Linked DNA regions of Rattus norvegicus: region 2 is linked to region 1. Evidence: chromatin contacts called from public Hi-C data. All regions are on one chromosome and are shown on one strand. The core of a region is the stretch at or near the end of the contact, and the rest is flanking DNA. Distances in the headings are between cores, read along the strand shown. Region 1 has its middle 270 kb from the start of Sp3. Region 2 overlaps LOC108350397 (a long non-coding RNA gene).

What was found. Hi-C and Micro-C count contacts between places; a contact is called where the count stands out from the background.
Region 2: a contact with region 1 is called in a Hi-C map of the Rat2 cell line, with 2.4 times the contacts expected there. The contact joins two enhancer-like sites. A contact is called at or near these places in 3 of 12 Hi-C or Micro-C datasets (the Rat2 cell line, hepatocytes and mammary epithelial cells).

Annotation. Positions count from the first base shown.
Region 1 is chr3:77,996,188-77,999,750 of GRCr8, reverse strand. No RefSeq gene overlaps it. Among named protein-coding and RNA genes, the nearest start is that of Sp3, 270 kb to the left of the region's middle. Within about 2 kb of position 1,265, at least 18 of the 93 cell types and tissues checked have an H3K27ac peak or open chromatin away from gene starts, as enhancers often do.
Region 2 is chr3:78,144,934-78,148,846 of GRCr8, reverse strand. The region is part of intron 1 of LOC108350397 (a long non-coding RNA gene); the gene reads left to right. Among named protein-coding and RNA genes, the nearest start is that of Sp3, 120 kb to the left of the region's middle. Within about 2 kb of position 2,661, at least 27 of the 93 cell types and tissues checked have an H3K27ac peak or open chromatin away from gene starts, as enhancers often do.

The sequences.
Region 1 (3,563 bases), core at 16-2,515:
GTAGAACAAGCCGAGTGATGTCAAACCCAAGGCAGGGGTGCCAAAGGATACCTAAGAGAATACCAAAGTTAGGTGTTCACCAAGAGCTACTGTTCAGTCCACAGTGTACCAGGCATGGGGAAGCCTGCAGAACACAGGGGAGATCAGGTCCAGCCTTAAACATCCCAGTCTGGGTGAGGAGACCATCCAACATTTGAGGAACGGAACTACAGGGAGGGATGTTGTCACGGCTGGACTTCAGTTGTGGCTGTTTGGTGTCAACAGTAGCCAACACACAACGTCTAGGATCTATGCTACTCATCTGCTTCCGAGTTATAAAACGTGGTGACCTGGTAACCATACAGTCTGCACAGGCTTGTAGCTTCTTTAGAAGCCCCTCAGCTCAGTGAGGGCAGCACCCATGAATCGTATTGCTTCATCTACACTTTGCTGTATCTGTAGTGGCCACTGGGCAACCCTTGGTGAAAAAAAGCGCAGGACATCACCATTCCTTATTTTCATTCTGTGAAAACCCCTAGAGCACAGGAAGAGGGCTGCAAGTTCTAGGCTCACCCTCTGCCCTCCCTGTGGCTGCCCCTCCCCGTCCCCCACTCCCAGCCCCTCTCTAAAGCAACTGGCTGATGCAGCAGGAGTGGGATGAGTGAGTGTAATTCTGCCTGTAACACTCCCAGCCGAGGGGCAATCTTGAAAGCTTTTGAAGGGATAGAGAGTGACAGTAGACAGATGGGCCCATTGACAAGTGTGTCCCCTGGTGGTGCTCCTGTCACAACTGAATTACTCTGTCACTTGTCATGTCTCGAAGTCAGGCTGAGCCAAGAAGAGGAAAGGCGATTGTTTCTACTGAGTCTTAGTCACAGGGAAATGACTCTGGAGCGGGGGCGGGGAGGGTACTGTGTGCTCTGGCTTCGGGAAAGTTTTATCACTTACTAGGAGTCCAGAGGAGGGCGGGCTAGAGAAGGCAGATGCGTGCAAACGAAGGCTGTTGGTGGGGATACTTTGCATTGGATCCCGATTTGGTGTTACTCGCTGAGTCAGGCTCTCTCTTGTACCCTGCCTGTCTATGTAGCAGGAACTGGCTTGGGAGCTCAGGTGAGCGGGATGGCAGCTCTCGATAGCCAGCACTACTGCCTCCATAGTAAGGGTACTTGACTGCACCCGTACCTGGGAGCCCTCACCTGCCAACCTCCATCCTCCATGCCCGCCTGATTAGGACAGGATCTGCTCGGAAACTTTCCATCCCACACTGCTGAGTCATGCTGCACGGGCGGGTCTCCAACCGCTCCCGGACACTTCGGAAAAGGGAGTTGACTGTGACTCTAGTCCTAGCCTATGTGGCCCGTGGGGAATGTGGCCTGGAATGTACTAGAGCAGCTTCAAAGTCAGGCCTGGAAGATGTTAATGTGATAAACATGTTTAGAGTCATGTTTTAGCCTGTCTGTCCGTGTATGTGTCTAGCATCTTTATATCTATCTGGGGAGACAATTTAAAAACATTATTTTACATTCTCTCCCTGTCCCTGTCCCCCTCTCCCTCCCCGTCCTTCCCTCCCCACTTCCTCCGCCCTCCTCCCCCGTGTGTGTGTGTGTGTGTGTGTGTGTGTGTGTGTGTGTGTGTGCCAGGACACACATGTGACATTCTGGGAGTCAGTTCTCTCTTTCTACTACGGAGGTGCCAGGGATCAAACTCAGGTCATCAGACTTGGTAGCCTGTGCCTTTCTCCTCTGAGCCATCTTGCCAATCCCGTAGGTATTTTTTTTTTTGCATTGCTGATTACCTTCTATAATGTACATTACATTACATTAAAGTTTTTTTTTTTATCCCAACAGTTCTCCTTTGCTCATTTTCTCTGTATAGACTTTCTATGAAGCATCAAGATGAAGTCTCTAAGGTGTAAAGGCTGTTTGGTCAATCAACCTAACACATACTTTAACCACTCCTTACTGTAGTCTAGGAAGTACGGCCGTGACTAAATGTTCACCTTGACACCCGGGAATCCTGTGAACTGGCTGGCTAGGCTGACCATGAAAGGCCGGTTGGCTCTTAAGGAGCTGGCCACTTTCCAAAGCGTCTCGACACTGGGATGGTGCTGGTGAGTGCGCAGACGTGCGTATGGGTGTGTGTGGCTGTGTATGGGAATCTAAATATGCTGCAGGGCCCAAATTCTGTTTGTAGTAAGCGATGTTTGATCTATAGAAATGGAAGCTGTCGTGCCTCATGATCCTGTTGGCTTTGGGACTTCCTTATCAATCACAGTCATGAGCTTATTACTTGTCATCCTCTTGTGATCGGATACAAAAGGGCAGCCATTTTGATGTGTGCACGTGTATGTTTTCGGTCACAGAGGCTTAAAATGGCAGCCCTATGCACCTACTTCTGTGTACATTTAAAGCGTTTTCTTTTACTTTTTGTTTATGGAAACGTTGAAATGTTTAAAGGAATAAGGGATATAGTAAGAAAATCTACCTGTTCAACATCAGCTTCCAGAAGCATTGATCACGCCACATCTGTAGCTCTTACTCTTCTCTCCTTCATGTTTCCTTTCTGATGCAGATCCAGATGTGTCATTTCCTCTGTGAACACTTCTGCGCTCACAGGCATTTGCAGCGCCTTGCACCCGCTGTGCCTCGCTGCCTGGCCCTGGGGCTTTGGGGTTTGTGACTCTGCACATCCTCTCTCCCTGTCCTTCCTCTCCAGGCCCTTCACCCTTAACCTCTCCAGTGGTCCTGTGTGTTGCAGCCTGTGGGCCTCGGCCATACTGCACGGCCACACATCTTTCTTACCTTACCGAGTGCGGGAAGTTTCCCCTTCTGTGGGCATTCCCCCCTTTCCACAGACATTGGAACATGCTGGTTCACTTTGCTCTTACCATGCAGCCTGATGAGAATGGCATTCAGGATTTCCCTCGGAGTGAACGATGATCTGTCAGTCATAACTCCACTCACTCCAGGCTTTGCAATCTCATGCCTGAACTTCGAAAGACAAGTAGACCAAAATAATTACAGTAATTCGAAGCAGATGCCTTCATCTAAACCACCACTGGTACCTTCCCCGCCGTTATTACTGAGGTCCACAATGGTAACTAAGGCCCGCGTATCGTCCATACTGAAATCCTTCAGGATTAGTGTCTTTCCTAGCAATTGCAGCACATAAGGCCTCTTGGTCATCGGCAAGCTACCTTTCTCAGAGAGAGCCACGGCATCTTAGTGCAACTTAAGATGGAGAAACAATGTTGCTGGCTGTGTGGGTATGGGTTTGCATAGTGAAACTGGATAGCAAGAGAACATATGGAATACAAAACCACGCAGATAAGCCACACAGCACACATCTATTATACTTATCAGTATTATGCTATGTACTATACTCAGGATATACGTAATGATATAAACGCGTTGTTCTTGAAGAGGACCCAGGTTGGGTTCCCAATACCCACATGGGCTATAATCCCAGTGACCTTCTTGGGTACTTGGCATGTGTGTAGTGTTCTTAGATACACACAGGCAAACTCAGACATTTAATTTTTAAAAATTTAACCTTTAAAAATATAGAACAGACGAGACCCTTAT
Region 2 (3,913 bases), core at 1,412-3,911, 150 kb before region 1:
ATGGGATCTAGGCTGCCCCCTGTTCTCACACTTTTCTGCACTCCCCACCACACCACCACTGGATGGATGTTCTTGTGCTCCAGATTGTTGTCTACTCTGTAACTAAGTCAGCACCTGCCAAAGGCACCTTTATTGCCACCTGTCCTGCCAACCACTCACCCCTCAGCTCTCTGCCTGGGCTCTTAGAGACCAAAGGCCTGGGTCTCAGCCACATGGGGCCCTTCTTGTCTTGTGGGCTTCCTGTTCTCCTACACAGGGCTTTTGCATGTGTGCTCTCTACTCCAAATGTTTCCTGCACCCTCTTTATGCGTTAACTGTTTGAGAAAGTCTTTCTTGACCTTTCCGATCAGGGCGGGGTTCTTTACTGCTCTATACCCATCCCCCAGGTGCGTAGTTCCATTACTCTGTGTAATTCATTGGTTGACGAACATCCATCCACTCATAGCATCCATAAGAGAGGGGCCTGTGCCCTTGTCAGCACAGTACAGGCATATAGTAAGGGCTCATTAAATATTTGTAGAATGAAGAAATGAACCAAGGTCTACTTGTAACAAGCACTTTAGAAGCAGAAGCTCCACTGACGTACTAGGAATTAGGAGGAGAGGGGAAACAGTGTTAGAGGCTGTGAGGTTAGTTTTGGTTATCAATGCTACAGGACCAAGGACCCTGTAGAAAGTGGGTAGAGCATCTTCCTAGATGGATCAGAGAGGGGTTTTCTTGGGACAATGGGAATGTAGGCAGTGAAGTGAGGTCACTGAATGGGGTAGCACCGTCCAGTGGGTTGGGGGACTGAAGAGAATGATGACTGAGAAGGGACCTGAGTGCAGGTCTGCTACTGTTGCACAAACACAACTCTCCAAGCTCTTCAGCCTCTCACAAGGCTGTACAGGTGGCTCACCAGGGTCCTCCACCTCCAGCCTCCAGCTGGGCTCATACTTCTTTGCCTCCTCTTGTTTGGGGCTGCTGGCTTTTTTTTTTAACATTTATTTATTTATTTATTTATTTATTTATTTATTTATTTATTTATTTATTTATTTATTTATTATGAGTACACTGTAGCTGTCTTCAGACACACCAGAAGAGGGCCTCAGCTCTCATTATAGACGGTTGTGAGCCACCATGTGGTTCCTGGGATTTGAACTCAGGACCTCTGGAAGAGCAATCAGCGCTCTTAACCACTGAGCCATCTCTCCAGCCCTGCTGACTTTTTCCACTGAGCACTCACTCATTTTTTCTGGCTCTGCTCCAGCCTACAGAGAGTTATTGTGGGCGCTTCCTCAGCTTCTGATCATGTGTGGCAAATTGCAGCTTACTAGGGTGGATTCTGTTGGTTCTGGTCCTCTGGAGAATCCCAACTCCCATATGACAGCATGGACAGTGGTCATCTTTCCTAAAGCAATCAAGGATGCAGGAAAAACAAGTTCCCCTGAACTAATGTCTTTCAAAGAAACAGCAACATGTAACTCTATGTGTATTAACAGACCCAAGAGCATCACATGTCTAAGGTTATAAGGTTAAGTTACATTATTGCTACTCAGATATTTAAAAGTAAATGTTACCAAAAAAAGGACCAAAAAATCAAGATTCACTGGAAAGCTACTTGGAAAATAAATATATAAGCCTTTAATCATAACGCTTATGTACTTATGCCTATGTGAATGCTTATTTCTTGGAAATACATTATTTGATGTTAATTTGTAGATTCTTGTCATATTTAAAACACACCCTTTCAATGATATAGCTGGGAAGTAAAATTTTCCATGGCTTAATGGTATCAGGAAGGAATGATATTAGTCAGGCCAAATCGCGGCCATATTTCTCCTAAATAATTCTGTGATGAAGTTTGCTCAGGGTTGTAGGAGTCACCCCCACCTCTGGCAGGTGCAGTCTCCCAGAGAGGATGAAGGTTTAAGGATGGATGGTACAGGTCCAATCTCTAGCTAAGAAATGCCCAAGATTGGCTTGCATGACATCATGTCAAGATTGGCTTGTATGACATCATGTCAAGATTGGCTTGTATGACATCATGTCAAGATTGGCTTGTATGACATCAGTCAAGCACCAGTAACATCCAGGCTTGGCAGGCAAGCTGTCTCTGCCACAGCAGCATTGCTCCTCTTTTCCTCCATGAACAAATTATTATTGACACTAGACTATGCCATGAGGATCTTGGGAGGGGGGGTGCATATATAGATATTAGTGCTGGGTTGGTACAAAATAGGATGCTTTTTCACCTGATCCCTACAGGGAAAAAAAGTGAACCACTAAGCAGCCATCCTATCCTTCAAATATGAGGTAAAGCTTGGAGGAATAATTCCCCCAAAACTGTTATTCCACGATGTTCCAGGGTGGTGGCTATCTGTTCTGCGAACACCCCAGAGCTTTGTCCAGGGTTTAGACTTGTTCATCATGTTAACTGGTTGGCGTCTTTCCCCATGGGCTGAATTTTAGCCTCTTAAAGCCAAACCACATAAAACCCTCCCTTGTGTGGGTCCAGTGGATGAACCCGATGTGGAAAAGCCACTGCTGTGCCAGCTGGGGCGAAGGGCTTGGGCCGCAGCCACTAGTGACTCATCTGGTCACTTTTCCTCTCTCTCTTCTACTGGGCATGGACCCAGTAACCCAAAACAGGGCCTATGGAACTGTCACAGTCTGCTGTGTCGAAGTGAGTCAAGATCTTTGGACTAGGACCATTGAAATGATAGACTGTGGCCATCCTCCCTGGACACGTCCATGTAGTGCCTGTTCAGGGAGCAGTGCATTTACATGCTGGGCTCCTGCAGTTGTGCGTGGGAATTAGGAATGGCTCTTACGTAAGAGTTCCGCTTCCATTTAAATGACTTCCTTACACTGTGCAGATGGGCCTGTGCACTCGTCTCTAAACCGTGTGCAGTATGATTTATCATGGAACCACAGTGCACTGTTTTCAAGAACAGTCTTAGTTCTGGTCGTAAGAACACTAATGTCAGGCGAAGACCAAACCTGGAGCTGTCCATCAGGCCGTTGTACTTCCTTTTTATTCAGTAATTTCAGAGATTATCTATGAATACTGTTTCTGATTTATGTGTCATTGAGCTAAAACATAAGAGTTGGTGATACACACATACACACACACATCTATCTATCTATCTATCTATCTATCTATCTATATATATATATATATATATATATATAAATACATATATATATCCCAAATTTAAGACAAAGACTCAAAACAAAAAGCCAGAAAGGACTAGTAATAGCCTAGAAGATCTCATCACAACGAAATATTAAAGCATAGGAAAATTCTTTTTAAAATTGACATTCTCACTGGGTGTGGTGGCAACACACCTTTAATCCTAGCAGAAACGGGCAGAGCCCTGAGTTGAGACCAGCTTGGTTTACAAAGCAAATTCCAGGGCATCCAGGGCTGCACAGAGAAACTGAAACAAACAAAGCAAAGCAAAACAAAACAAAAACCAACAAAATAACCCCCCCAAACACACACACAAAGTTCTGATATGTCAAAGAAATAACTGGAGAATAAGGAAATTCTTCCTTTGTAAATACATTTCACTTGCGGTCAGTACAGATAGAGTGAGAATTTAAAAATCACTGCGACAAGGATAATATTAGTCTCTCTTCTTTTTCAGACATGGTCCCCATGTAGCCCACACTGGTCTTGAACTCCAATCCAGGTCCTTCTTCCTCTACCCCCCAGACTGCTGGGATTTCATGAGAATGCCACGACATTCAGACTTAGGCATTTTTATTTCAGTGGTGTGTAAAGTAACAGAACTTGGGATTTTAGACTGTTTTAATTTTTAGTTAGAATAAGAAGTGAAAAAATTGTTTGGGGAAGGAAGCATGTAGATTCAAGTTGCAGGCTGAGTTGAGTCTCCAAAATCTGGAATAAAGATATCTTCCTCCAACT